Regions from separate parts of the Mus musculus genome. Here regions 1, 2, 3, 5, 6 and 7 are each linked to region 4. A link is a contact called in public Hi-C and promoter capture Hi-C data. All regions are on one chromosome and are shown on one strand. The core of a region is the stretch at or near the end of the contact, and the rest is flanking DNA. Distances in the headings are between cores, read along the strand shown.

What was found. Promoter capture Hi-C pulls out the DNA fragments that hold promoters and counts their contacts. A called contact is a pair of places that touch in the nucleus more often than the background predicts. Capture Hi-C pulls out chosen DNA fragments and counts their contacts.
Region 1: a promoter capture Hi-C map of adipose tissue shows a contact between it and region 4, with 2.5 times the contacts expected there. The contact joins the promoter of Ip6k2 here to the promoter of Dhx30 in region 4. A contact is called at or near these places in 3 of 39 promoter capture datasets (the C10 cell line, hippocampal neurons and pre-B cells), 3 of 115 datasets of contacts at active chromatin or transcription factors (astrocytes, embryonic forebrain and stem cell-derived neural progenitor cells) and 2 of 9 other capture datasets (adipose tissue and liver).
Region 2: a contact with region 4 is called in a promoter capture Hi-C map of pre-B cells. The contact joins the promoter of Epm2aip1 here to the promoter of Dhx30 in region 4. A contact is called at or near these places in 4 of 39 promoter capture datasets (the HPC-7 cell line, hematopoietic stem and progenitor cells, liver and 1 more), 1 of 484 Hi-C or Micro-C datasets (CD4 T cells), 1 of 115 datasets of contacts at active chromatin or transcription factors (double positive thymocytes) and 2 of 9 other capture datasets (adipose tissue and liver).
Region 3: a contact with region 4 is called in a Hi-C map of B cells, with 7 read pairs. The contact joins the promoter of Usp19 here to the promoter of Dhx30 in region 4. A contact is called at or near these places in 4 of 39 promoter capture datasets (embryonic stem cells, hippocampal neurons, liver and 1 more), 1 of 484 Hi-C or Micro-C datasets (B cells) and 1 of 115 datasets of contacts at active chromatin or transcription factors (embryonic forebrain).
Region 5: a promoter capture Hi-C map of embryonic stem cells shows a contact between it and region 4, with 4 times the contacts expected there. The contact joins the promoter of Slc26a6 here to the promoter of Dhx30 in region 4. A contact is called at or near these places in 9 of 39 promoter capture datasets (cranial neural crest, embryonic stem cells, frontonasal cranial neural crest and 5 more), 2 of 115 datasets of contacts at active chromatin or transcription factors (astrocytes and embryonic stem cells) and 1 of 9 other capture datasets (pancreatic islet).
Region 6: a promoter capture Hi-C map of embryonic stem cells shows a contact between it and region 4, with 4 times the contacts expected there. The contact joins the promoter of Col7a1 here to the promoter of Dhx30 in region 4. A contact is called at or near these places in 2 of 39 promoter capture datasets (embryonic stem cells and pre-B cells), 4 of 115 datasets of contacts at active chromatin or transcription factors (CD4 single positive thymocytes, astrocytes, embryonic stem cells and 1 more) and 2 of 9 other capture datasets (macrophages and pancreatic islet).
Region 7: a promoter capture Hi-C map of liver shows a contact between it and region 4, with 6 times the contacts expected there. The contact joins the promoter of Nckipsd here to the promoter of Dhx30 in region 4. A contact is called at or near these places in 9 of 39 promoter capture datasets (the 3T3-L1 cell line, cranial neural crest, embryonic stem cells and 5 more), 2 of 115 datasets of contacts at active chromatin or transcription factors (astrocytes and embryonic forebrain) and 2 of 9 other capture datasets (liver and macrophages).

Annotation. Positions count from the first base shown.
Region 1 is chr9:108,782,552-108,786,167 of GRCm38.p6, forward strand. It overlaps Ip6k2 (inositol hexaphosphate kinase 2), which reads left to right and starts at 1,261. Exons shown (of 6, transcript NM_001379600.1): 1 at 1,261-1,319.
Region 2 is chr9:111,269,959-111,273,466 of GRCm38.p6, forward strand. It overlaps Epm2aip1 (EPM2A (laforin) interacting protein 1), which reads left to right and starts at 1,887. Exons shown (of 1, transcript NM_175266.4): 1 at 1,887-3,508. The coding sequence starts at 2,003. Mlh1 (mutL homolog 1) reads right to left here and starts at 1,650. Exons shown (of 19, transcript NM_026810.2): 1 at 1,451-1,650. The coding sequence starts at 1,566.
Region 3 is chr9:108,488,785-108,492,373 of GRCm38.p6, forward strand. It overlaps Usp19 (ubiquitin specific peptidase 19), which reads left to right and starts at 1,892. Exons shown (of 27, transcript NM_027804.4): 1 at 1,892-2,111. Lamb2 (laminin, beta 2) reads left to right here. Exons shown (of 33, transcript NM_008483.3): 28 at 1-90; 29 at 383-590; 30 at 669-810; 31 at 993-1,169; 32 at 1,262-1,421; 33 at 1,500-1,746. The coding sequence ends at 1,636.
Region 4 is chr9:110,115,745-110,119,689 of GRCm38.p6, forward strand. Dhx30 (DEAH (Asp-Glu-Ala-His) box polypeptide 30) reads right to left here and starts at 1,872. Exons shown (of 23, transcript NM_001252682.1): 1 at 1,614-1,872. It also overlaps Gm10615.
Region 5 is chr9:108,852,578-108,856,352 of GRCm38.p6, forward strand. Slc26a6 (solute carrier family 26, member 6) reads left to right here and starts at 1,466. Exons shown (of 20, transcript NM_134420.4): 1 at 1,466-2,257; 2 at 3,200-3,365; 3 at 3,446-3,585; 4 at 3,755-3,775. The coding sequence starts at 3,247. Celsr3 (cadherin, EGF LAG seven-pass G-type receptor 3) reads left to right here. Exons shown (of 36, transcript NM_001359572.1): 36 at 1-392.
Region 6 is chr9:108,951,458-108,955,040 of GRCm38.p6, forward strand. It overlaps Col7a1 (collagen, type VII, alpha 1), which reads left to right and starts at 2,129. Exons shown (of 119, transcript NM_007738.4): 1 at 2,129-2,179; 2 at 2,287-2,375; 3 at 2,873-3,053. The coding sequence starts at 2,288.
Region 7 is chr9:108,806,182-108,810,280 of GRCm38.p6, forward strand. Nckipsd (NCK interacting protein with SH3 domain) reads left to right here and starts at 2,199. Exons shown (of 13, transcript NM_030729.4): 1 at 2,199-2,473. The coding sequence starts at 2,303. It overlaps Ip6k2 (inositol hexaphosphate kinase 2), which reads left to right. Exons shown (of 6, transcript NM_001379600.1): 6 at 1-152.

The DNA of each region.
Region 1 (3,616 bases), core at 11-2,510, 1.3 Mb before region 4:
GTAAGAGGAAGGTTGATGCTGAAGAATTGCCTTAATTTTGAGGCCAGCCTGGGCTACAGAGAGGGATCTGGACTCAATTAGTTAATATTTTAAAAACAAAACCACGACCCGGGGTAAGTGGGTATAGACAGAGAGGAAAAAATGTGAAAAAGAAAAACTAGACAGAACTGAACACAGAGCCATGAAGGCCTCAAGGGAAGGCGATTCCAAGAGGAACCTGTTGGTAATAGGAGTTTCTCTTGTCCACCTTTAGAAAGCAGGGATTAAAAAAATCTGTTTACTGCACTCACTGCAGAGTGTAGGTGCTTAATAAATACTTCAGTTTTAAAAACCTATGAGCTACATCTTTGCTAATGCCCAGGATGCAGGGTTACAACTCTGGCATCCTTTACAGAAAGGCCAATAGCCAAGAAGGAGGTCATCCCATGCCCATGGTTCCCATCGTGCTCCTTGCCTTTCCTGGCTGCGCTGACACTCGTTCACTCATGCAGGAGACCTTCTGAATGACACAGGCTCCAGACAAAGGAGTCTTGGATGAGCTCTATGCTCCAGACCTATCAATTTACCGAGGACCCTATACATCCCTCTGATCAGACTTCTATTGGCTTTTATCTTGTCTGTCTGTCCACTCATCTGTTCACCTGTCTAAACATTTTTTAAAAATTATTATAGTGTGTGTGGTGTGAGTGTGTGTTTGTGAGTGAGAGAGAGACAGAGACAAAGAGCCAGAGAGAAACAGAGCAACGGCTTGACCTGTTGAGCCGTCTTACTGGCCTCCTATAGAGCCATGTATTTGTCTATCGTCTGTAGTCATTCTCTCTGTTCCCTGCTGCTATCCCTTTATCCATCTTAGCGACATGTAGTTCTGTCCATCCATCTGCTAGGTTGACCAGCTTTGCAGTTTATCACAGAATGAATACTGGCCTTGACATTCCTGTATCCTAGGAAACTCCCCAGTGCGGGGCAAACCAGGACTGTCTGTCCATCCACCCTTACCCTAGGCATCCTGCAATCGATCCATTTGGCACACAGCCCATCAGTTACTTCAACTCCAGAACAGACTGGCCACCCTCCTCACTCAGGACAACGCCCCGCCTCTTCCCGCCCCTTGCCCATTCAGGAAGCCGCCCCAAGCGAATCCCGGCGCCCTAGCAACAGTCTTCCAGGCCGCCCAGTCCGCTTGCGCGGCTTCGGGTGCGAGCCAATAGCGAGGGGCCCTGGGAGCGAGGTTGGGGGGCGGGGCTGAGCGCGGCCGCAGCCATTTTGGTGGAAGAGAAACAATAGGACGGAAGCGTCGCGGGACTGGGCTGTGGCCGCAGGTAACGCCCGCCCCGCCCGGCCCGTGGCCCTGTCACCCCGGGGCTCAGGGGAAGAGGTTTTCGGTGCTGGTAGCGGCCGGGCTCCGGGATCCCTGGGAGGCTTGGGTTTGTGAAGGGGGTCCTATGGCTGTCATTGAGAAGCGGTCTCCCCCTTTTTTTGTGTAGTCATCCCTTCCCTATTTACGGGGGGCCATTGTACCTTGCAGTTACTGGGGAGAGTAGCGTTGCCCACCGAGACGGGGCAGAATCTTCCCCCCGGCATTGGAGGGTCTCCCGGAACCGGGGGAGGGGAGGGGGCGGGGGACGACGACAGTGTCTTTCTCCGGTTTTGAAGCGGTCTCCCTGGGTCTTCCGGTGGAGGACAGGATCTCTGGTCTCACAGAGGTCCCCCGGCCACGATCTCCCTGGTCTTTGAGGATGGGGTCTTTATCTTTGGATGGAAGGGTCAGCCCGGATCCTCAGGTACTGTTGTTACCTGGGCCTGCAGATGTGCAGCCATTTTGGGTGTTGAACGTCAGTTGTGCCAGTCAGCTCCTCTTTGATCCCGGAAAGGCGGGGGAGAGGGTGATCTGCGCATCCAACCTTATTGGTTTTTTTTTTTTCCCCTTCTTCTCCTTTAAGATCTTAAAATGGATCAGAAGGTGTCTTCTTTTTTCTTCTTCTTATGCTGATGCTCCTACCACGAGTGGGATTTTATTCATATTTGATAACAAGACTGCATCTATCTTCTGCATCCTTCCTAATGACTTGATTCGTTTTTAGGATTTTAATTTCTATCAAATATCAAGAAAGCTGTACTAGCGGGAAAATGGGGAAAAATGTAGGAACTGGTGAAATCTAGGGCTCTTCTTACACGCGAAAGGAAATAGAGCTAGTCATCGCATGTAAATAAACATTTTGTTAGCAGAAATGTACATAGAGCAAGAACAAAATAATTTCGAATATTTGTAAGAAAAAGTACTGAAGGGATCCAGAGGCAGTGGGAGGGGGATAAGAAGGGACCAGGGGGATGGATATGGTCAAAATACATTGTATACATGTTTGGAATTGTCAACTAATAAATATTTATGAAAATAAAAAGATCCAAAAGAAAGAAGCCCTGGCAGTTTTGAAACAGCAAATATGATGCAGACAAACATTTTGAAAAATTTAAAGGACCTTCCTTGTTGACAGCATTGTTGTTGATTTTCAGTATTTAAAATGTTTGCTGTATTTGCACTTTCCCTGGGATAACATTTTAAGAGATGGGAGATGCTTATTTACCAAGTTGTTGCCGTGGAGAGTGTAATTGTAGGGTTTTGTTTTAATTTTAGCAGCTATCCACAGATAGAAATACAAAATGAGTACTTATGTTTGGTGTGAACAGGCCATCTGACTGCCTACTAAATCTTTTTGGAGATCAAGTTGGTTAAACTATTGAGTGTAACTCAGACTGGTTTACCTGTATTCTAGTTTTCTTTTAAGAGTAGAATTCAAGTGTGTCAGTAGCAGGACTAGACCTGTTACTGTTGTTGAAACCAGTTTATCGTATTTCTTTGACGCTTTAGAGTTTCCTAGGAGACAGATTTTGGTCTTTACAACCAAGTATCTGAACATTAGAATGTGCCAGGAGTCATTGCTGACTGATGAATGGCAGGGCCCTTGCAGAGGATGGCAGGGCCTTTTTGTAAGCCCCAGAGATGTCACTGGTATCTAGGCAACAAGGATGAGTTTGAGCCTTCCTGAGGCCAGCTTGTTGAGGTGAAAAATTTCCATTGTTGGCTCATAAAGAGAATGCACTGGGGCCTGGTTTTCCCTGTTAAGAGAAGAGGTTGGTTTGTTTGCTTGCTTGCTTGTTTGAGACAGGGTCTCTGGTTGGCCTGGAACTCATTATGTATAGATCAGGCTGGCCTTGAGCTCATAGATTTGCCTGCCCCTGCCTCTTTGTGCCAGGATTAGAGGTATTTGCCCTTACTGCTGGCAAGGGAAATTATTTCATATCATGGAATGACTGTCTTACAAATAGACCACATTTTTTACGATAGAAAATGACTTTAGTATGATTACATTTTAAAGCATGTTTTTATTTTTATCTTATTTTTTTAAGACAGAGTTTTTCTGTGTCACCCTGGCTGTCCTGGAACTTGTTTGGTAGTCCAGCTGGCCTCAAACTCAAGATATCTGCCTACTTCTACCTCTCAAGTTATAGTCCTGAGCCACACCTGGCTTTTTTTTTTTTTGGTATTTTGTCCTTATATATGTACACCAGAGGGCATGAGATCCCATGGGACTACAGTTGTATACTGTTGTGAGCCACC
Region 2 (3,508 bases), core at 637-3,136, 1.2 Mb after region 4:
CACACAATCCCTATCACACAAATAAGTAAACAAAATAAACTAAATTAAAAAGAGGAAAATATCTTTAAAAGAATGAAACTCTTGTATTTTCAGAGCAGCCTATGCTCATAGAATATCTACCACAGGAAACAAATTTGACCTGGGGCTACATGAAAAATGGAAGCTTTCAACTCCTCTCAGGAAAATGCCTTTTTTAAAAACAAGAAGCCAGTAAGTTACTTAAGTAATAAACTTTTCTTAGCACCTCTGTATCAAAAACCTCGACTTAAATATTTAAGTAGGATCTGTGCATAATCTCTGCTTGCATGCGTTGCTATGCTACTTTTAAGCTTAGTTTTTTATTGTAGGTGATTCAGGCATAGTACAATTAAGTGAACAAGTTCTCCAGGTCATCCTAACACAGTAAAAGCAAAACCTATCCTAGGGCAGCCTATTGACACCAAATCAAATGTCCGAGGGCTCCCTGCTCCTTCCTCTGGTTATCTCTTCAGTTTCCTTTCCTCCCTGTGGCAGTGGTTCTCAACCTTCTTAAAACTGGGACCCATTGTTACATTGTGGTGACTCTTAACTATAAAATTATTTTGTTGCTACTTCATAACTGCAATTTTGCTATTGCTCTGAATTGTAATGTAAATATCAGAATTTCACGATGGTCTTAGGTGACTCCTGCATAAAGGTCTTTGGACCCCAAAGAGGGCCTGAGGTCATTTATCTCAGTGTCATCGTTCTGAATGCTTTGTCTTTTCAGTGCACTTCTGAACATTTGTCTTCTTTGGCTTTCACAACCATCAACTGATATTAACACAAAGTCCTTATGTACACAGTGTCCTTTTTGAACTTATTTGGTGGTGTGTCTACTTTGGGGTATACTATTCACTGTGCCTATTAAAGGTTAAACAGTACACGTTTAACTTCTCCCCTCCACAACCTGACGGGTCTAAGTCTCAGATGCAGGTCTAAGTCTCAGACTAGGGTCACTCACTAATTTGACAAGAGGAGAGTCAGAAAAAAAGCCCCATGTCCTGATACGTCTGAATAAAACTCAGAAGAAACTGTGCCTTGGATGTGTAGGGATTATTCCGGGAATGAATGATAAACCTAAAATGGCACACTCTGAAGACTGTTTCTCTTCCACCCTTACACATTCACACATCGTCAGCCGCGCATCTTCGTTGTATGTAACGTGGCGGCGAGCCGCATACTCCAGGAAGATACCATTAAACCAATACCACGCGTGCTTCCCCTACTTGCGACCCAAACAGGTCTCGCGCAAGTCGTGAGGACCTTCGGCCGTGTGCATAATGGGAAACCAGCCTGGCACGCGCAGGGTCCCTGTGCCCGATGCCCCCACGGTCCCCGTGCTCGGTGCCCCGCACGGTGGCCGACTGCAGCAGGTGGGTCGGCCCGCCCCGGCTCTCAGTCGGGGAACTCGGCTCCGCTCCCTCCGTACCAGTTTTCTATCATCTCTTTGATAGCATTGGCCGGCCGCTGAATGACTTCCCCCGCCGCTATGCGGTTCACTACCGTCTCGTCCAGACGCCGAATAACTCCTGCTACAAACGCCATATTGGCGCCCGAGTTCCCAGTCAGCCAATCACTCGAGCTCCTCACGCTCAAGTTCTTCCTTCAGCTTCGGCCGACTGCAGTCCTGCGCCGTCTTCCCAGCGGCAAGTGCTGATTGGGCAGCATGAATGCCAGTCAAGCGCTTTTACACGTCAGTTCCTGGGATCTCTGTCCCGCTCTAAACAGCGGCCCGACACCAGGCTAGAAGGCAACGCGCTTGCGCGTCAAAGTTCACGGTCCGCTCTTCCTATTGGCTCATTTCTGAGAGCTGAGGGAATACGAAATCTCCAGCCAATAGGAACGGAGGTGCCCTGGCGGAGGCTGGTGCACCCCTGCTCGGGTGATCTGGCGCAGAACCCAGGGGGTGCTTGGCGTTCGTCGGGCTCCTCCCCGTTTGCTGCGGCCTCAGAGCTCGGCGTTCTCCTGTGGCCTCCGCAGAATGTGGATGACGCCCAAGAGGATTAGGATGGAAGTCGACGAGGCTCTGGTGTTCCGGCCCGAGTGGACCCAGCGATACCTGGTGGTGGAGCCTGCGGAGGGTGACGGGGCCCTGTGCCTGGTGTGTCGCCGCCTGGTCGCCTCTACTCGGGAACGCGACGTGAGGCGCCACTACGAGGCCGAGCACGAATTCTACGAGCGGTTTGTAGGGGACGAGGAACGCGCGGCCCTGGTCGAGCGTCTGCGGCAGGGTGACATGTCTTTGGCCGCCGTGCTCACTCCGGAGGAGAGAGCGACCCGGGCAGGCCTCGGCCTCTGCCGCTTCTTGGCCTTGAAGGGTCGCGGCTGGGGTGAGGGTGACTTCGTACACCAGTGCATGGAGGTGTTGCTGAGAGAGGTGCTGCCGGATCACGTCGGCGTCCTGGAAGGCATTGACTTGTCTCCAGAGATCACACGGCAGAGGATTCTGAGCATTGACAGCAACCTCCGCAGCCAGCTGTTTAACCGAGCCAGGGACTTTAAGGCCTATTCCCTTGCTTTGGATGACCAGGCTTTTGTGGCCTATGAGAACTACCTGCTGGTCTTCATCCGTGGCGTCGGCCGCGACCTGGAGGTGCAAGAAGATCTTCTGACGATTATCAACCTGACTCATCACTTCAGTGTTGGGGCTCTCATGTCGGCAATTCTGGAAGCCCTGCAGACAGCAGGGCTCAGCTTACAGCGAATGGTTGGACTGACCACGACCCACACTTTAAGGATGATCGGCGAGAACTCCGGACTGGTCTCCTACATGAGAGAGAAGGCCGTGAGTCCCAACTGTTGGAACGTAATCCACTATTCGGGATTTCTTCACTTGGAACTGTTGAGTTCTTATGATGTTGATATTAATCAGATCATAAATACCATATCTGAATGGGTAGTTATGATTAAGACCAGAGGTGTTAGGCGACCGGAGTTTCAGCCTCTACTAACTGAGTCTGAGTCAGAGCATGGTGAAAGAGTTAACGGACGGTGTTTGAACAACTGGCTGAGAAGAGGCAAAACGTTAAAACTAATATTTTCACTAAGAAAAGAAATCGAGGCGTTCTTGGTCTCAGTGGGGGCAACAACAGTTCATTTCTCAGACAAGCAGTGGCTTTGTGATTTTGGTTTCTTGGTAGATATTATGGACTATCTTCGAGAGATCAGTGAAGAACTGCAGATCAGTAAAGTCTTTGCTGCTGCTGCCTTTGAACGCATCTGCACCTTTGAGGGTAAGCTGAGTTCACTTCAGAGACATATGGAGGAAGTAAATCTAACAGACTTTCCTGCCTTCAGTATAATCGTTGATGAACTTAAACAGCAGTTTAAGGAAGATCAAAAAATATTTGATCCTGACAGGTATCAAATGGTGATCTCCCGCCTACAGAAAGATTTTGAGAGACATTTTAAGGACCTCAGGTTCATTAAAAAGGACTTAGAACTTTTCTCAAATCCATTTAGCTTTAAACCGGAATATGCGCCTATT
Region 3 (3,589 bases), core at 642-3,141, 1.6 Mb before region 4:
TGGACAAGGCTAATGCTTCCAGGGGCCAGGTGGAACAGGCCAATCAGGAGCTTCGAGAACTTATCCAGAATGTGAAAGACTTCCTCAGCCGTGAGCCTCCCATGTGGCCCAGGCCATGTGCTTGCTTCCCTTGTGTCTGTGTGTACTTGAGTCTCGGTGTCTGCAATGGACATGTGTTTATAACCCTATGTCTGGCCCTGAGTCCCTGTCCAGTCAATGTCCCTAAGTCTGTGTCCCTTATATAGTCCCTGTTCCTTGGTTACATCCTTATGCCTGTTAGCAAACTCCTATTGCATGTGCAGTCTGAGACCCCAGAATACCAAGATTGTGTTCCCAAGGTCATGCAGGAGAGACTGTTAAGCCCTTGCCTGTGTCTCCATAGAGGAGGGAGCCGATCCTGACAGTATTGAAATGGTAGCGACTCGGGTGCTAGACATCTCCATCCCGGCCTCACCCGAGCAGATCCAGCGCCTAGCCAGTGAGATTGCAGAACGCGTCCGAAGCCTGGCCGACGTGGACACAATCCTGGCCCATACCATGGGCGACGTGCGTCGGGCTGAACAGCTACTGCAAGATGCGCACCGGGCACGGTCTGACCCCCAAGCCTGGTCCCCATTCCTGAAACCTGGTCCTGATACCTGTAGACCCTGATCTCCCCTCTTCCTCAGGAGCCGGGCCGAGGGTGAGAGACAGAAGGCAGAGACAGTCCAAGCGGCACTGGAGGAGGCTCAGAGGGCACAAGGAGCTGCTCAGGGTGCCATCTGGGGAGCAGTGGTTGACACACAAAACACAGAGCAGACCCTGCAGCGGGTATGACTTCCTTAGGACGAGGTGATGGGCATGTACTAAGGATCTGGCTTGCTTTGTCTGGGACAGGGAGGTCTTACTGTGTAGCCCTGGGCAGCCTGGAAGTTACAGAGATCAACTTGCTTCTCCTTCTCAGTTGCTGGTACTAAAGGTGGATTTGTTAAACCTGGGCCTTTCTGTGGCAGGTCCAGGAGAGGATGGCAGGTGCAGAGAAGTCTCTGAACTCTGCCGGTGAGCGGGCTCGGCAATTAGACGCCCTCCTGGAGGCCCTGAAACTGAAACGGGCAGGAAATAGCCTGGCAGCATCTACAGCGGAAGAAACAGCAGGCAGTGCCCAGAGCCGTGCCAGGGAGGCTGAGAAAGTGGGTTGGGCGAAGCCCTCTGGATGGGGTAGGGGTATTATAGTTAGAATTCCACTGAATTAGTATACCGACCCTGCCTCTTACATCTGCAGCAACTACGGGAACAAGTAGGTGACCAATACCAAACAGTGAGGGCGTTGGCAGAGCGGAAGGCTGAAGGTGTTCTGGCTGCACAAGCCAGGGCAGAACAACTGCGGGATGAGGCTCGGGACCTGTTGCAGGCCGCTCAGGATAAGCTGCAGCGGCTACAGGGTGAGGACCATGGTGGGCGGGAGCTAGAAAGGTGGGCTTGCGTGAGAAAAGACTTGAACTATTTCTTGACCCTTCTAGAGCTGGAGGGCACATATGAGGAGAACGAGCGTGCACTGGAGGGCAAAGCGGCCCAGCTGGATGGGCTGGAAGCCAGGATGCGCAGTGTGCTCCAGGCCATCAACTTGCAGGTCCAGATCTACAACACCTGCCAGTGACCACTCCCTAGGGCCTAGCCTTGTCGCCAAGCACTGTTCTGCACACGATCGTCCGCACATTAAAGAGCTCCTGGCTAGCAAGAGCTTTCAATAAACCTGTGTGAACCTCCTCTGTGTTGTCTGGCCTTTGATGGGAGGGGCGGAGGACCTTTATACACGCCATCAGCTGTAGGCTACCAGCAGAGGCCGAGCACCGGAACCCCTCCTCTTCCTTTCCCGCCCTCCCCAAAGCTGCCCTTCACCAAGAGCTCCCACTCTTGCCGGAAGTGCGTCATCAGCTCGGCACCCCGCCTCCCGTAGCCGTAGCTAGAAGTCGAAACAAAACAAGCGGCTGAAGCAGCGGCGAAGGCGGCGGTGGCGGAGGAGCCGGGACGGGGGAGGGGCGCGCCGGAACCGGAACCGACCCGACGCCGGAACCGGAATCGAGAGCGTGTTGCCAGGGCCCGAAGAGGGCTGGTGGCGGCGGTCTCGCTCGGTGAGTGGTGTGGGCCTCAAGTCGCCGGTTTGGCCGCAGCGGGGGAAGGCCGCAAGGTTGGCCCGGGGCGGGCCTGTTCAAGGTCACGGGCCGTGCCAGCCCCGACATCTCGAGCCTCGCGGCGTGCTCGGCCTACCGATGCCGACCGAGCCGTTATGCTACCCCTGTGGCCGGCCTCTCTGTTTTTAAGAGGATTAGCGGCGAGCGAGGGTGGCTTCCTGGAGGAGGTGGTGGCAGGCCTGGGATTCGGAGGCTGGAGGAGGGCAGCATCCTAGCCGGGGCGTTGGTCTGCGTTCAGTAACTCTGCGCAGCTTCTCTAACCAGCTGGGATCTCCGGATAGTTTCTCTGCCGCTTCGACGGCTTTCAGAGCATGGGGGAGGGATTCCGGCTGTGAATCGGGCCTCGGTGTAAGGAGGAAACGGCGGGTGCTCTGCCCAGAGGCCTGGACGGACTGTCACTAAAGATTCCGCTCATCACTCTTATCGTCCAAGGGTATTTTTATCACCCCACTCTCCCCTAAGGGAACACAGGCTACAGTTCAATCTCCTTCGTCTCGCAAGCCGGGCTTGAGGCTGCCAGGGCTAGTACTAGGTCTACGTTCCATCTCCACCCTCACTAGTTTTGAGAACTTCACTTTGGATGGAGGGAGCCCGAATCCACACACAGGTGGGAAACAGATCAGGCCTCCGTGGCTCAGAGCTGATGATGAAGGAAGGAACCTGGAGACAGGGGTGATGTCTGTTTCGTTGTTAAGCCTATCACCGTGTCTTAAAACTGGAGTCCACTCCTCATTTTTTTTTTTTTCGAGACAGGGTTTCTCTGTGTAGCCCTGGCTGTCCTGGAACTCACTCTGTAGACCAGGCTGGCCTCGAACTCAGAAAATCCGCCTGCCTCTGCCTCCCAAGTGCTGGGATTAAAGGCGTGCGCCACCACCACCCGCCTCCACTCCTAATCTTTAAGGCTGAGGAGAGAGAGATCGATCCTTCTTTAGGTGGAAACAAAAGATCAAGTTTCAGGAGCTGGTTTATGGCAAAAAATAGGAGCCGGCAGGAAGCAGACTAGATGCTTTAGTACCAGAGCCTTTCTGGTTAGTGGCAGCACCTGGGGCCGTTTTCAGCTTCAGAGTCTGCCCTTCTGCTGCTCTGACTATTCCTTGGTCTCCCTCTCTGCTGCCTGACTCCTTCACTCTCTACTTGTCTGGCGGTGACTAAGCAGCCGGCGAGAGTGAAGGAAGCAGAGCAGGCTGCTCAGAGTGCAGACCTGTGGGTTGGAGCCATGGCTCTCATCCAGAGGATGATCCTGGTCCCAGGCCACAACTGCCTTGACCTAGCACTTCCTCAGTGCAGCCTTCCAGCGTTGTGGGTTTCTGTAGATACCCAGGAGGCGTGGCCTGAAGCACTTGCCACTGCTTGAATTATTTATTTCCTCACAGGGTAGCCTCACAGTGCGCATGGCTGCCTCAGCTGGTGAGAATCCT
Region 4 (3,945 bases), core at 622-3,121:
CACAGAGCATCCCTAAGAAAATGTTAAGAATCGCTTCTCGGCCTTTTGGCTAAGATCAAGTGAAGGAAATGTTAAGAACATTTTCTCCAAGCTCAGAGCAAAAGCCCCTTTGCTTTTCTAATCCCATAATGGCTATAATACCAATCTATCTAAAATGATACTTCCAGACTGGGAAAATTATACCCTCAAAATTCTCAAAAACATTTTTACAGTTTACAAAGAACGCCCATAGACTTGACCTCATGTAATCCCTGAAGCTAGCCTATGAAGAACATTCTCTCCCGGAGAAAGAAACTGAAGCACAGATATCTAATTTACCCAGGATCCCATAGCATCAGGACCGAATGAACTCTGACCCCATGGTTTACACGTTTCTATTACACGACTTTTCTTACATATCAACCTGTATTCTGCATATATCATGTTCATTTTTTGAAAGAATAAGTGGGGTCCAAAACTGGATAAAACTTTTTGGACTATAGCTTCATAAATTAAAATATTGAAAAGTTTGATCTTTGGGTGTCAGGTGGGGTACACCTACATAGAAACTTTGTCAAAGAATATATAAATGTAGAAGTAAAAAGCATTATCATAAATCTAAATAATAATATATAATAAAATCAGGAAAGAGTTCTCCTGCCTGGAAATGTCAGACTCTGAGATTTAAGTATAAATTATAAGATGTAGTCAAGAGGTGCATGGCACATGGCGCTGGGGTCACTGCATTCCAAGAAACCGTTGCAAGGAAAATCATTAGAAAAGGTGTAATTTTACTCTGGCCAGTAGGTTGCATCCAAAAACAAGTTGAGACCTTGCAGCTGGACGGCAGCAGTTTATTTGCTACCATGCATGGCGAACACCCATGAACTGGGGGTTGTAAGGTGAACAGTCTCTGCATTGGAAAGCCGCAATTAAAAGACCAATATTGCTTACACAAGGACTATCTAGAAAGCACATAGACGCTGTACTCTTGGCTTGAGGATTCTGAAGACCCCTGGGAACTCCACTTCACTGCAAACAAAGGACCCACCATGCATTAGGTCTTCCCCTGCAAAATGGGACAAGTCACTACCAGCAAACAAAGAACACCTCACCCCTTAGCCTCCCCCACTGACAAGGTCGGTGCAAAAGGAGGCAAACCAGAAGAGTCAAAAATGCACCAAGGCCTCCCTTTAGAGGAACGGTCCTGACCCGCACAGTGGGAGGAGGGGCAGACAAAGGTCTCGGGCACTCCGGAGACTTCCTCCGGGCCCAGCCTGGGGAAAACCGAGCATCCCCTGAGGCGAAGGCGTCGTCGAGCCAATGAAGCCGCCTCTCTCGGCCTCCGCTGAGCCCCTGGCAGTGAGGCCCGCCCCGGCGGACCGGTCTGGCCCCCGCCCCGCCCCGGCTCCATGGCAACGGCAGGCCGAGGCCTGGCTGCCCACGGCTCGGCCCGGCCGGCTTCCCGGGCAGGCCTAGGATGCCCGGCCTGCTCCTCGGGCTCGCCAGCTCCTCCTTCCCACTCTCTGCCAGGCCGCTAGCCGGACTCGGGACCCCTCCTCGCGCCGACCACCCCCGACCGTGTCAGGCTGCTTCAAGGGGCGCGAAAGGGTAGAATAAAAAGCCCAATTCACCTGTTGTTACAGATGTGAAACAAGCCTCGGTGCACGGCGCATGAGCCGCGGGCCCCCCCAACTACGGCCGGACTACAACTCCCACCAGCGACGGCGCGGTCTCTTCCGGGTCCCGAGGCGGAAGTCCCACCTGCGGCCCCGGCTCTGTTCGGCCTGGCTCTCTGTGCGGGCTGCCGCTGCCTTGGGGCTCGCGATGGGTTCGGCTGCCTAGGTTGTCTCTAGTGTTCCTCAGCCCACAGCGCGAGACAGTCAGTCTGCGCCTGCACCCGGGCACTGGCTGGAGGGAGCGCGGCTGTAGCCCCAGACACAGGCGGGACTTCCGGCGGAGCGGCCGGGGACGCGCGTGGCCTGTGCCGTGGGAGCCGGCGAGAGCCGGCGGGAGCTGGGGACGGGTGACCATCTCAGGCTCATCTCTCCATCCCCAGCCGCAGCTCTGTGTCCGTCGCGCCTTTTCTCTCCTGCGTCTCCCCTTGGTCTTCTGCACTTTTAGGGAGGTGAGCGATTTTGCCTCACAGAGACATAAACCAGGCAAAGGACAGGGTAGCGCTTGCTGCTGGCTTCGGGGGGTTGTGGTGAGGGACGACTGCGAGTCTAGGCCACATCGACACTCAGGAGCGAGGGGAGGGGGTTTGCCTGTTTGTCCTCTGAACAGAGTGAAGCATGGGTTCAATGAAATCCGCCGTCGATAAAGGAAACTCAGTGGCGTTGGGCAGTAGTTCACAGCTGGGAAGACAATATTTGAGGATGTGCCCTTTCGTGATATTTGGAGAACTAATACAATAGCTCGTAATTTAAAACAGACGAAGAAAATTCTATGTGCATGTGTGTGGTACCAAGTGACATGGCATCAGATCCTTGGAAGCTGGAGTTACAGGCTGTTGTCGGCCAGCTGTTATCTTAGGTTTTTTATTGCTGAGGTAAAAATACCACTTCTCACCTTATAGGTGACAACCTGCCACTGAGTAATGTCATATCAGGAATGGAAACAAAAGACATGGAGGAACCCTTGCTTACTGCCTCATGGCTGATACAACAGCCCCAGAATTTACTATCTCCCCAGGGGAGGCACCCTCCCAAAACCTCCACCCTGCCTAAAAGCCAGATTGGTGGGGGCAGTTTCTCAATTGTGGTTCTCTCTACCCAAATGACTATAGCTTGTGTCAAATCAACCAAAACACACACAACAACAAAACTACTAATCAGGCAAGTGTTCATAACCACTGAACCATATCTCCAGTCCGTTTTCCTATGCTATTTTTTGTGCAGCCATTTAAATGTATTGTTAGCTGTGTGCCACAGCACAGGTGACTTCAGCTGGTCCGAAGCTGGAGCAAGACAACTGGGAATTAGAAGCCAACCAGGATTGCATAGCAAGAAATGCTTCTAAACCTAGCATTCTGGAGACAGAGACATGCAGATCTCTGATCTGAAGAGTTCCAGGCCAGTCAGCGCAACATAGACCCTGTTTCAAATGAAGACGGAAAGAAAAGGAAGGAAGGAAAGTATACTAGTTGCTATTTTCCTGCTAGATTGCACAGAAGGCTAGGAGAAATGAAGGAGGTGAAACAAAGAATTGCTTCTTGAAAACAAAACATAGAAATCCCTGCAGTGCCCAACATGTTTGGTACATACTTGGAATCCCTATAGAAACAGGATCTTCAAGGCAAGCTTCATATAGACCAGTTTGAGTTATCCAAGACTGGATCTCGAACAGGCAAACAAATCCTTGTGCTGGTAATTTGAGAGACTGCTATTTATAGGCAGGTATGTAGACAATATGACCCTAGCCTCAGGAAGCCTAGTATCCTAGTAGAAAAGAGGAAAAGGGGGAGCCAAAGGAAAGAGATAAATACTAGAAAGGTGTGACGTGCTAGGGACACAAGAGAAGGCTTGCCCACTGCTGAGTGCTAAGAGTGTTGGTCGAGAAGTATGTCCTGAGACTACAATGGCTCACTATGGCCAACAGATTAAATAAATGTGTAGGCTTTTACAGAAAATAGATCAAAGTTTCTGAGTGTAGTACTGTGTGGATTAACCCCCATTTGCTACAAGTCTGAAGCCAGCCTGGGCTCCATTGAAAGACTGTCCCCACAATGAAGTAGAAAGTGGGTGCTGGAGAGATGGTTCAGCACTTAAGAGCACTTGCTCTTCTAGAAGACCCAAGTTCAATTCCTAGCATCCACATTGAAGCTAACAGCCCTCTGCAGCTCCAGTTCCAAGGAAACTAATTGTTCCTCTATCAGTACTGCCTAGACATAGACATAGTCAGACAAATATTTATACACAGAAAAATATATAAATATATTAAAGTGGACCAGCAAGGCAATCACCA
Region 5 (3,775 bases), core at 216-2,715, 1.3 Mb before region 4:
GGCTTCTAATCCCAACTTTTCCCAGGTCAAAGGTCAGCTGAGTCTTCTAACAGCTTGCCCCGAAAGTGGCTCAGGACCGGGGTTCTGTGCAGCCGCCACCCACCCCTACCCTGTGTTTACTCTTGGGAGGCAGTTTCTGAGATTCAAAAAAATCCCACTTCACTGCCTGTGCCAAATCCCACCAGCCAGGTCCCCAGCTCTCTTTACCCAGACTGACCCCTGCCCTTGAAGGGCTGAGAGGCCTGTCGGTTGGGAGAGTGTCCTTGCTATGTCCTAGGTTCTGTAGATGCCCGTCTCTGGGGTCCCCTTCCAACAGTGGCCCTCTTTCCTGTCTGTGTAAATTGTTCCGTGAAGCCGCGCTCTGTTTTGGGAATAAACTTCTATAGAAAACACTTGTTCCTCTTTCTGTCTCAGCTGTTGAGAATACTCACCCAGGATGACCTTTGTAGGACTCTGAGCTCTCCTCCCTCCAAAATAGCCAGTTATTTTTAGCCCATTTCATGGGAGATTTGGACCAGGTTCCCATTTCTTTCTGAAATATGGCCTCTCACCTTGTGACTGGAGCCTGAAGTTGGAGCGCAGGAGCTGCGCCAAGAGAAGCCACTTTCCTGGTCTAGGCAGTCATATGAGGGTTTCCTTAATATCCAGAGGCTGACATTTGTGGCCCTGCCCATTAGTCACCCCAAACCTAGGCGTTCCCACTTCAGTTCCTGCTTACCCACCCACACTCTGGCCCTTACTGGTCTTTTCTCACTTGGATCAGGCCAGAGCTTCCAGACCTGGAAAGGATCCTGAGTGCTCCATTTCCAGTCTAGGCAGCCAGGTGTGAAAGTGAAAGGGGGGGGGGGGGCTTAAGAAGCCACCCATGGTGACAAATACCTTTGATCTCTTCTTTAATCCCAGCACTCACTAGGCAGAGGCAGGTGGATCTCTGTAGACAAGTCTGGTCTACAGAGAGTTCCAGGACAGCCAAGGCTAAACAGAGAAAACTTGTCTGGAAAAAAAGAAATGGAGGTGGGGTGGGGCTGGTCTTGAGGACCACTGTGCCAGGTCTCAGAAGGAAAAATCTGAGGGTGATACTCACAGCTTGGTGGTCCCTGAGAGACCCTACAGGCCTAGATCTCCCACAGTTGAGGCTGGGGCCCCTGGTTGCACACCTAGGCATCCAGATCGGTCAAGAATGTCTCCTCTGCATAAAGTGGGGACCTTCTACAAAGCATACAATTAGGTCCAGCCACTTAAGGGCACAGAGGCATAACATTGGCCAAGCGTAGCGCTGGGCCTTCGTTCCAGTCCTCCAGTCTCAGCAGAATGCTCCAGCTCCCAGCAGGTTAACAAGAATCGCAGGCAGGGACAGAAGCTAGGCCGACGGGAAGGAAAGGGTTAAAATTTTATTCTCCGGGCTCGCCCCGCCCAGAGAGTATGACTTGGATTCCACCCCCAGAATTCTGATTGGTCTGATCTTGCACATCCTAGCGGTGGAGCTTGCGGCCGGCCAAGTTCTGGGCCTGGCGCCACCTTCTAGCCGGTAGTGGCCTCCTGGGGGAGCTGTTTGAAAAGCGGTACACGAGTTACCCTCTGAGGGCCATGGGACTTCCCGATGGGTCCGGTGAGTTGCAGGGCGCTGCCCAAATTCCGCGTGCCCGCGAAGCGCTAGTAGTTCTGTGACTCCCGGCCTGGGTCAATTCAGGAAGGGAACCTCCAAGTCCCCGACAGGCATTTCCCGTCTGCGGAGCCTTAGTTTACCGCCTTGCCGATTTTCCGAAGGAGGTTATCCATCAACAGCGAGGGATGGGGGCGGGCTCTGGCGCGACCCCAGCTCTTGAGGGTTGTACTGAACGTCCCTGGAGTGCTAATAAGGGCGCTGCAGGGAAGTTGCTGCTTACCGAGGAGTCCTGGCACGGGAGGTGTGCCAGCTGGGCGCGTTGGGACTGGGAGAGAAACCGCTGCAAGACAGGCTCTAGCCAGGCGGTGGACCAGCCGCGGCCTGAGTCGGCAGGGTACTGTTCACATTTGTCGCTGCCGGCCCTTGTGCCCTCCCAAAGGGAGGTGCCAAGCATCAAGGCTCCGCCCTCCAAGGCGCGTGCCGCCTGGTAAGGGGAGGGAGCCCTTTAAGAAGACTTGAGAGATCTTGAAGGAGGGGAGAGGGGCCGCTGAGATCTCCTGGAGCCCGCGGTGCAGAGAATCTCTGAAGATCTTCCTTGCGTCTGCACTGCTCCCTCCTCCATTGGATACCCAGGTTAGAGAGTCTTCCCAGGTGAGTTCCTACCCCTCTGGTGGGATTCTCTCCCCTGGTTATAGCCTCTCCTAGATCAGAACTCACAGGTGATATCTTTCCCACAGGCTAGCCCCTCCCCCCTGCCCACTCCAAATTTGTTTCCCCTGAAATATATTTATAGAGAGCTGCATTCCATATGGAGGCACCCCCCCCCCAGATCAGAGTTTCTTCTGAGAGACCCCCTCAGATCCTATTCTCTGGTAAAGTCTCCCACTTCCGAGAGAAGTGCCTCTCCAGAGAAGTGCCTCCCGATGAGAGATTCCCACACCCCCGGTCAGAACTTGCCTGGCTGGTGAAAGCTTTCAGGGCAGAGTTCCCTCCAGGTTGGATTGGCTTCCAAAAGCTCCTGTTCCCAGGTGAAGTCTCTCTACTTCGAGTGGGAGCCTGTCAAAACTCCCTGGAGGTGAGAGCTTCGACCCTGGAGTCTTGCTGGACCCTGTCCTGAAACTGGAGGGCAGTATTGCTTACAGACCTCTGGTTTGCTAGTTCTTATCTGTCAACTCGCTCTCAGCCAACAAGGTTGGGCTCCTGGTGGAAAAGCTGGAAAGGGGACTGGACAGGAATTGATTCAGGGAAGGAAGCCAAGGGCCTGAGAGGTAGGGGCTAGGAAGCGCAGTCAGTTTGGACCTGGACCCAGACCTGGACTTGGACTTGAAGTGGTACTCGGGGCTGGGCAGCCACACCTGAGCTGGATGTGTGGGCATGCTCATCCATCTCTCCCTTCCGGAGAGACTTTGGCCCAGAAAGAGTCTTCCAGCAGCCAAAGTTCAGATACTGCCTCTGTCAGGGTGTGAGCACGGGGCCCTCAGAGACCAGCAGAGTTAGCTCTACCCTTGATCTTTGAGCCCAGAAAACTCAGGTATGTGGCTCTGTGGTCCCAAGTAGAAGTTCTATTGTATATCTGTGGTCTCACCTCTCTAGACCAAGGGACACATCAGACGCAGGCACTCCTGTCTGCAGCCCAAGAAATGGAGCTGCAGAGGAGAGACTACCATGTGGAAAGGCCATTGCTGAACCAGGAGCAGCTAGAAGATCTGGGGCATTGGGGCCCAGCGGCGAAGACCCACCAGTGGCGAACTTGGTTCCGGTAATGATGAGGGGAGAGGTTCTGGGGGTTCTTTCAAGGCCCAGACAGTCCACCCTGTAACAGACTTTTCTCCGTCCTAGATGCTCCCGTGCTCGGGCCCATTCTCTTCTGCTCCAGCACGTTCCAGTCCTGGGCTGGTTACCCCGGTATCCTGTGCGTGAATGGCTCCTGGGTGATCTGTTATCTGGCCTGAGTGTGGCCATCATGCAGCTTCCTCAGGGTGAGCTACCTCCAACCTCAGGGTTGCAAGTTCTGTGGTCTGTGAAGTGTCAAACCAGAAGCCAAGACCTCTGCTCTTGGAGCTATGACCCCCTGAGCCCAGGGCTTGGAGTCTCTATCTTTTTGATACCCTGTTCTTCAAGTCTGCATTGCTACTGTTTTATCTGCAGGCTTGGCCTATGCCCTTCTGG
Region 6 (3,583 bases), core at 879-3,378, 1.2 Mb before region 4:
GCCCAGTTCTGGTGAGGAGTTTGGAGGTACTGAAGATGTAATGGGATGTGGGCCTGGTTGGAGACATGGTGCCATCTGGCAAAACATGACTGAAACCAGGGAAACGTGAGAGGAAAAAAGGTTACTCTGGGACCTCCACGGCCCTGATGGAAGAGTTGGAGGCAGGTACAGGTCTCTCCCACACTGTAACCAAAGCTGCAGCCTTGCCAGGATGCTGCAATCAAGGGGCCTTAGAGGGTCATACCTCTGTTGAGGAAGCTTTTGGCTGCTCTAGACCTAGTCATCCCTAGCCTTCTACCTTCTCAGTAGCCACCTTTGACTCCATACAGAGCCTTTCCTGGGGGACACTCCAGCTCTAGTGAGGTTTGCCTTGATGCCATACTCTTTTTTTTTTTTTTTTTTTTTAAGATTTATTATATGTATATCAGTAATACCAGAAGAGGGCATCGGATACCATTACAGATGGTTGTGAGCCACCATGTGGTTGCTGAGAATTGAACTCAGGACCTCTGGGAGAGCACCCAGTGCTCTTAACTGCTGAGCCATCTCTCCAGCCCTGATGCCAATAGGCCAGGCTCACATATACATGTATGTTCATACCATACATGCCACATTCACCCTGTTGTTACCCACCTTGGCTGTGAGAGCATGCCTGGTTCTCTACTGCCCTCATCTGGAGCATACCACCTAGGGATGGGAGGTCCCAGGGACAATTCTGGGGAGACCTGGGTGTTGCAAAAAGGTTCGAGGACCTGTAAAGACACTGTGTCCCGGGATAGTTCTGAAAGTGGGGGTCTTCAGTGACAAGGAGAGCTGGAGCTTTCCTGACAACTGGGAAATTGAAACGGATGGTCCTCTGTGCCCTGAGGTTCGCCCATGCTAGAAAACTAAACACCTGCACCTGTCCCCATCTCCCCACTTAGCCTGTGGATCTGCGGGAGGTTGCAGGGCCAGGCATATTGGAAGCAGCCATGGTGAATGAGGGAATACTTTCTGGTCTGTGCTGAACTGTACAGGACTGACTAGGAAGCAGAGGAAACAGGGCCCAAATGGGGGCTAGTTTTCTTAGGAGTGTCCCTCTATATTGATGACACCCGCCTAGTCACCATGCATGTATAACCAAAGGAAATCATTAGGAAAGAGGGCTTGACCTGTGACTGGCAATGACTGTCCACACGAAAGGATCAAGAGGGGGGTCACATAGGGAGGGGAAAGTTAGATACCTTGAGGCAACAAGGAAAGGAGTGTCATGGTGTGGCCCTGCCCTAGTCAGGGAATTGAGTAGAAGGGGTGGAGGGGATTCTTGCAGGTTCTAATGAAGCCAAGTAGATGGGGAACCTGGCCTGAATCGTGGACAGGCCTTGCCAGTGGGAACGTGGGTATCAGGAGATGGATTCCTGAGAGATGAGCTGTCAGCATGGGTGGTCCATCCCCCCCCCCCCGCATATGGACAACCCTCCCTCTTTGCAGACACAGCTGGATGGCATCTGTCTAGGGTAAAAGACTCAGTAGGGAGTGAGCGGCACTGGGATGAACAAATATGAACACGCATGGCACAAGTTCTTTCTTCCAAAATGGGGAAGTGTTGCTTAGATCCAGCCCAGTGGAATCTTGGGGTCCCTAGGATAGTCCCATAGTCTCCTGTTTGCTGGGGGCTGCTTTGCCTGTCATGAAGGTTAGGGTGCGGCACAGGAGGGCCACCAGACAGAAGCATGGCTGATTCACGTTTGTCAAGACCTATAGCCTGAGGCTTTGTCTGGGCACCCCATGGGGTTAGGGGTGAGTCAGCGCCAGCTGCAGTATGTCCTACCTACCATCAGGCTGCTACCCCTATGGTCTGCTGGAACCTGTCCACATTTCAGAGAGCAGCAATGACTTCATTGGTCACTCTAACTAGAAAGCAGTCAAGACTTGGAACCCTAAGTAAGGTTGGGGTGCTCTTGAAGTGTCTGTCAAAACCCTGAGTGATACTCGAAAGTCTTGGGACCTGACCTTGCCCTTAAGTGCGTCATATCTTAAGTCCAGGAGAAGTGGGGTGGGGGAAGCGACCTCTGGGGAGGTGGGTGGGGGCGGGCCGCCAGGTCCCCGCCTGCTGCTCCGCCTCCTGGGATCAGGGACTTTTCTCCTCAGTGCCGGCAGGACTTGCTGCGGCGCGGGAGCAGGCTGACTCCTCGCACAGGCAAGATCGGGACTTGGGGTGGGGGGTACTCGGTTTCCACCCGCCAAAGGCTTGGGAGACAAGAGACAGAGAGGTTGGGTTCCTGGCTAACTGTTTCTATCACTCAGGATGAGGCTGCGACTCCTGGTCGCTGCGCTCTGCGCTGCAGAGATCCTGATGGGAGCGCCGGAAGTGTGGGCCCAGCCCAGAGATAGAGGTGGGCATCTTTCGGGGCTCAGCACCCTGTCTGTCACCTATGCATCTACTCAAACTTTATCCCTGACACCTTTCCACCGATGAGTCCCCCAAACTCTTCGTGGATTCTTCCTAAACTCCCTGAATTCTACTCTGCATTCCCCAAATTGCCTCCTATCCCATATGGCACACAAATTCTAGCTCCCTGGATGCAGGCTGATCCTCTGTCCTCAGCCACCGGACAACAGTCCCTCCACGCTGATTTCAGCCCCGCAGCTACACCCCTGCTTGCAGGTTATCCTCCCCCAAGGTGCTCCTGCCCTCCCTGAGAAGCTCTGTTCAGAGTCCCACTGCGGTTTCCTCCAACACTGGCAGAAATACGCCTACCTGGGCTCCGTTTGCAGAGGAACATAAAGCCTATTGTCCTTCCAGTCCCCAAGTCCCAGGGGACCTCAGTGCCTAGAGGATGGTGGGTGGCTGTATTCCCTAAAAGGTCATGATCTCTCCTCCCTGCTTCAGTGACCTGCACACGCCTTTATGCTGCTGACATCGTGTTCTTACTCGATGGCTCGTCGTCCATTGGCCGCAGCAACTTTCGAGAAGTGCGAGGATTCCTGGAGGGGCTGGTGCTGCCTTTCTCAGGAGCAGCCAGTGCACAGGGCGTCCGGTTTGCCACAGTGCAGTACAGTGATGATCCACAGTGAGTAGTCGACGTGGGGTCAGGACTGTAGGCCCCAAGACCCCTTAACAGGAAGGAGTCTAGAAATAGGCTTTGGAGAGCCCAGAAAGGCCCTCGCCAACACCTCTTCTGGAGAGAGGTGGGGATAACTTGGAAGAGTGTTCTTGTCCTAAAACACCTCTCAGTCAGTGTCCTGGGGTTGTGGTGGGGTGGGGGTGGGGTGGACAGGATGATTCTGCTTCCTGATCTGCATAGAGAGAGAGAGTCCAGGAGCTCCAGGCGTTGGGCTCCTGGTGGAGTCTGCATGTTTGGGCTCTGCCAGCTCTTCAGCCCTCTGTTCATCAGAAATGCTTTGTCTGGCCAGTGACCACTGTCCTGAAACTGAGCCCTTCCTCCTACAATTATTTAATCAGATATCCTGCCCACACACACCACCACCACCACCACCACCACCCCCGCCCCAGGCTAGGGACCTAGAGGGTTCCAGGCCTGTTGAGGCTCAGTGACATTGCTATGTCAAGCAGCATCTGAGGAGGCTGCTAACGTGGACA
Region 7 (4,099 bases), core at 949-3,448, 1.3 Mb before region 4:
CCCCCCCCCGCCTCCAGCCTGAGCCGGCCCCAGACGTGCTCAGAGCCTTTTATTTATTTTAACTGTTTCTTCAACATTCCACATTTGATGATGCAGATACCTCTTTCTTCCCTGAGTGTAAATGTTCTAATACAGATGTTTTGTTTATTGTATACAGTGCTGCTGTCGTTCTTTCTAAGCATGCAGACTCCTCCCAGCCTGCAGAAGCCTTGCCTTGTGGTCTCCTAGGCCTGGCACCCACTCATTACAAAGACTTGGCTTTGTCTAAAGTGTCCCAGTCTAGCACTACTTAGTCAGGTCACTGTGGTTTGTGCTGGCTTGGTCTCTACCACCCTTACACAAAAGTACAATTGGTATAGGCTTTCCCATGGCCCTGTGCAGCATAAGGAGAAGCTGGACAACAGGTGCTCCAACCCTTGTTTGGGTCCAGCTTTTTATTTCTCCTTGGTAACTGGCAGCAAGAAATTAATTGGCTGGCCATAGTAATTCAGATATCCTGGACCCCATGGTGGGGTTTCAAGTAGCCACAAGTCTCTGGTCTGTTGGTAGCCATGGACAGTCTTGGCTTCAACACCTGCTACCACTCCTACTCAGCAGTCCCATAATCACACCAGCTTCATCCTTTACAAAGACCAGTCAGCATAGCTCCAAAGAGCTACCACTACTTTGTGCCTGAAAGCTTCTGTAAGTGTGTGTGTGTGTGTGTGTGTGTGTGTGTGTGTGTGTGTGTGTGCACTGCCAAAAATTGGCAGAAACATTTGATAAAGCCAGGGTCTGGATATCAAGTTCTTGTCTTGGCTGAGCCTTCTGGCAGCTCCCCACATCCCACTGGGCCTACCTCCACCATGCCTAAAAATAGATTAGCGAAGTCTAGGTGTAGTCTGGCTCATCTAAGTACTCAGGCAGAGGGAGTTGGATTGCTGTTAGTTTCAGGCCAGTTGGTGCTGCTAGTGTGACCTTGTCTTTAGGGGGAAAAAGCCAGGTGTGGTGGCACCTGCCCTAAGTCCCAGCATTTGGGAGGCAAAGGCAGATGGATCATTGGATTTAAGGCCAGCCTGGTCTACATGGTTCCAGAACAGCCAAAACTACACAGTGAGACCTTGCCTTGGAACATTGTCTGATGGTGTGTATATCCTGTGCTCCTTAGATTAGTGGAGAGTATGCAAGGATCCTTTAGGCCTTCTTCACTACGACCGAGGGATGCCAAGGATTTCAAAGATGTGGATGGCTAGGCTGAATATTAAACTGAAGGTCAGGGATGCTTTTTCTTTCTTTGAGACGGATTCTTACTATGAAGCCCAGGCTGGTCTTGATCTTGGCTTTCTACAGCTCTGCCTCCTGGATGCTGGGATCATGCCACCATTCAGAACTCAAAACATGCTTTTTAAACCTCATGTGTTCAGTCCCTACCCTATCAGCCTTCTGCCCTAACCATTTTTTTTCCCCAGTGCCATTTGTGATGTTGGGGCAGGACAGGGTTGGTAACAGACAGCCTTTTAAAACAGGAGATGCATGTATACACGCAGTTTGATTCGTTATGAGTAAATATGACCTTAGGTCATAGACTTAAATCCTTTTGTAACAACAAAAATGGCAAAAGGATAGTCATTGACAAGTTGGGGCGTGGTCCAGAAGGGAGTGTTCAAATAGAACAGATGCAAGACTCAAGATAGGAAAGAAGCCAGTATATATGAAGGGAGTGTATATGTGGTGGGTAGCAAAGATGCATTCTGGACAGTACAACCTGGTTTTGTCCCTTGCCCTCCACACTTGTCCACCACCTCAGCGACAGAGTAGGGACTTTGTACTAAGGCACTGTGAGGCCTAGATGCGCTGGGGAGACCCCTCCCCAGAAAGAACTTCCAAATGTCTGATCAGGATTCCTCAAAGCAAAACACCATATCCCCGTCCCCAGGGACGCACTGGCTATAAGCATCCTTCATCAGGAGGTGGGAAGGAACGCAGCGCTTGCACCTGAGCTGGGAAAGGAGGAGGAAAGCCAGGGAGAGGGAGTTAGGACCCTAAGTCAGCTGACTGGAGTCTGAGGCCTGAAGGAACTGGAGACTCCCACCCCGCCCCGCCAAACCTCTCTCGGCCGCGAGGGGGCGCGGCGCTCCAATACTGGAGCCGACTCGCTCCTGGGGCGGGGTTCCGGCGGTCGCGCATGCGCACGCGCGGCGTGTCACGGGGCGGGGCGGGGCAAGCGCCGGGCGGCGCGGCACTCAGGGCCTGGCTTCCCGGCACCGCAACCTTCGTCGCGTACCCAGCCCCGGCGCTTCGCGGCCCGGCCCGGCCCGGCCTCATGTACCGCGCGCTGTATGCGTTCCGCTCCGCGGAGCCGAACGCCATGGCGTTCGCTGCAGGCGAGACCTTCCTGGTGCTGGAGCGCAGCAGCACGCACTGGTGGTTAGCAGCACGGGCGCGCAGTGGCGAGACCGGGTACGTGCCGCCTGCCTACCTGCATCGCCTGCAGGTGAGTGTGTCCCTCCGTCCCAGGCCTCTCGACCGAACCCCTTCACCAGCACGCAGAACCGATCCAGGAAGCTCAGTCAGATTCTTCGGGACTTCTACCAGACAAGGAGGTTGAGACTCTGACCTTAAGTCCCAAGAGCCGTAAGGACTGAGACCCCTCCGGAAGGGCCGTCAACACCCACCCGAGACTAGGCCTTTGACATTTAACCGCAGGCCCGTGAAAAGCTTAATTCTGGAACAGGGACTCTCTGTCATCGATAATCAGAGCCTCCATCTGCATTGAATTCTCGAGCTGGATCCAGAGACTTCCAGTCCATTCATTATCCAAGTCCCTTAGACCTCCAAACCCTATTCGTTCCCCTTTCCTGAATCCCTAGGATGCCCATCTCCCATCAATCTGTAGCCTCCACCTTTAACTGTAAAGATCACCGTGCCCACCACTGACTGTGCCACCTCATACACCACCTGTTTCCTCAACCACCCTCCAGGTTCTTAGTCCCCACCCCACCCACACACTTGGACCCCAGAGCCACAGGCATTCCTGTCCCTTATGCGAGTCCCAATTCCTGTAGTATCTCTGTATCCCGAACCCGCCCACCTATCAAGCTCTCCCCAAGGACAATTCCCCAACCCTTCAGGAACCAAGGCCCCTGGCCCCTGCTGATAGACAAGGTTCCCTGGCACAGCCCCCACTTCTCCCAAGCCTCCACTCCTGACTTCTCTGGTTTCCTTCCTCTGAAATCTGGGCGCTCCATCCTGGAATGGGAGCTGTCCACACTGTGAGGAAGTGAGCCTCCTTCATGGTTTCCCGTTCTGAAGATGGCCTGGTCCCCTTCCAGTGGAGCCTGCTCCAGTTCCTGTTTGCTCAAGAGTAGTCCTGCTGCAGTGTCTCCAGCTAGCCTATTCTGACTGCAGGAGGAAGGGGACCCAGGGCAGTCTGGGCTATTCCAGACTCATAGTCCCTAGCTATGGAAACATCCTGTCCCAGCCCAGTTAAGGACAGAAATACTGTGATAAATTTGGAAATGTCATCTGGTCTTGCTAAAGACGAGGGACCCTTGGTTCTAGGGTCCTCCTCACAGACTCTCAGTCTCCTCTAGAGGTGTTCAGGTGAGAAAAATCTAAACTGTGTCACACCCAGCTCAGCTTTTTGAGCACCCAGGTCTCTTTGGAGACTTTGAGGAAGCCCTGCCTCTTTGTCAGGCCCTGTGGAGCCTCTGCTCTAGCCAGGGTCAGTGGGGCTGGAGGGTTTGGGAAGGAAAGATCTTTCTCGGATCACTTCCTGTTTCTTTCGTCATACCCCTAGTCTCAGTTCCCCCGACTGCGAATTTCTGTCTCATTTTTACTCCACCTGGTGTTTGCCCTTCTTTTTCAAAACTTTCCCTTTCTGTCGCTGTTGCTGTCTCTCCCTGCCCCGCCCACACACCTTCTGCCATCTGAAGGACTTTGCTGACCCCTATATTTATTTGGCCCTATCCAGGGAAGCCTCTTAAACTCACTCCGGAACTAAACACGGTGACTTATGTGTACAGTCTGAGGCTTCGGGAAGAGTACCTTGAGCTCCAGGCCAGCCCTGGGCCACATAGCCACTTCCAAACCAGCTTGAGCTGCAGAGATTCTCATCTCA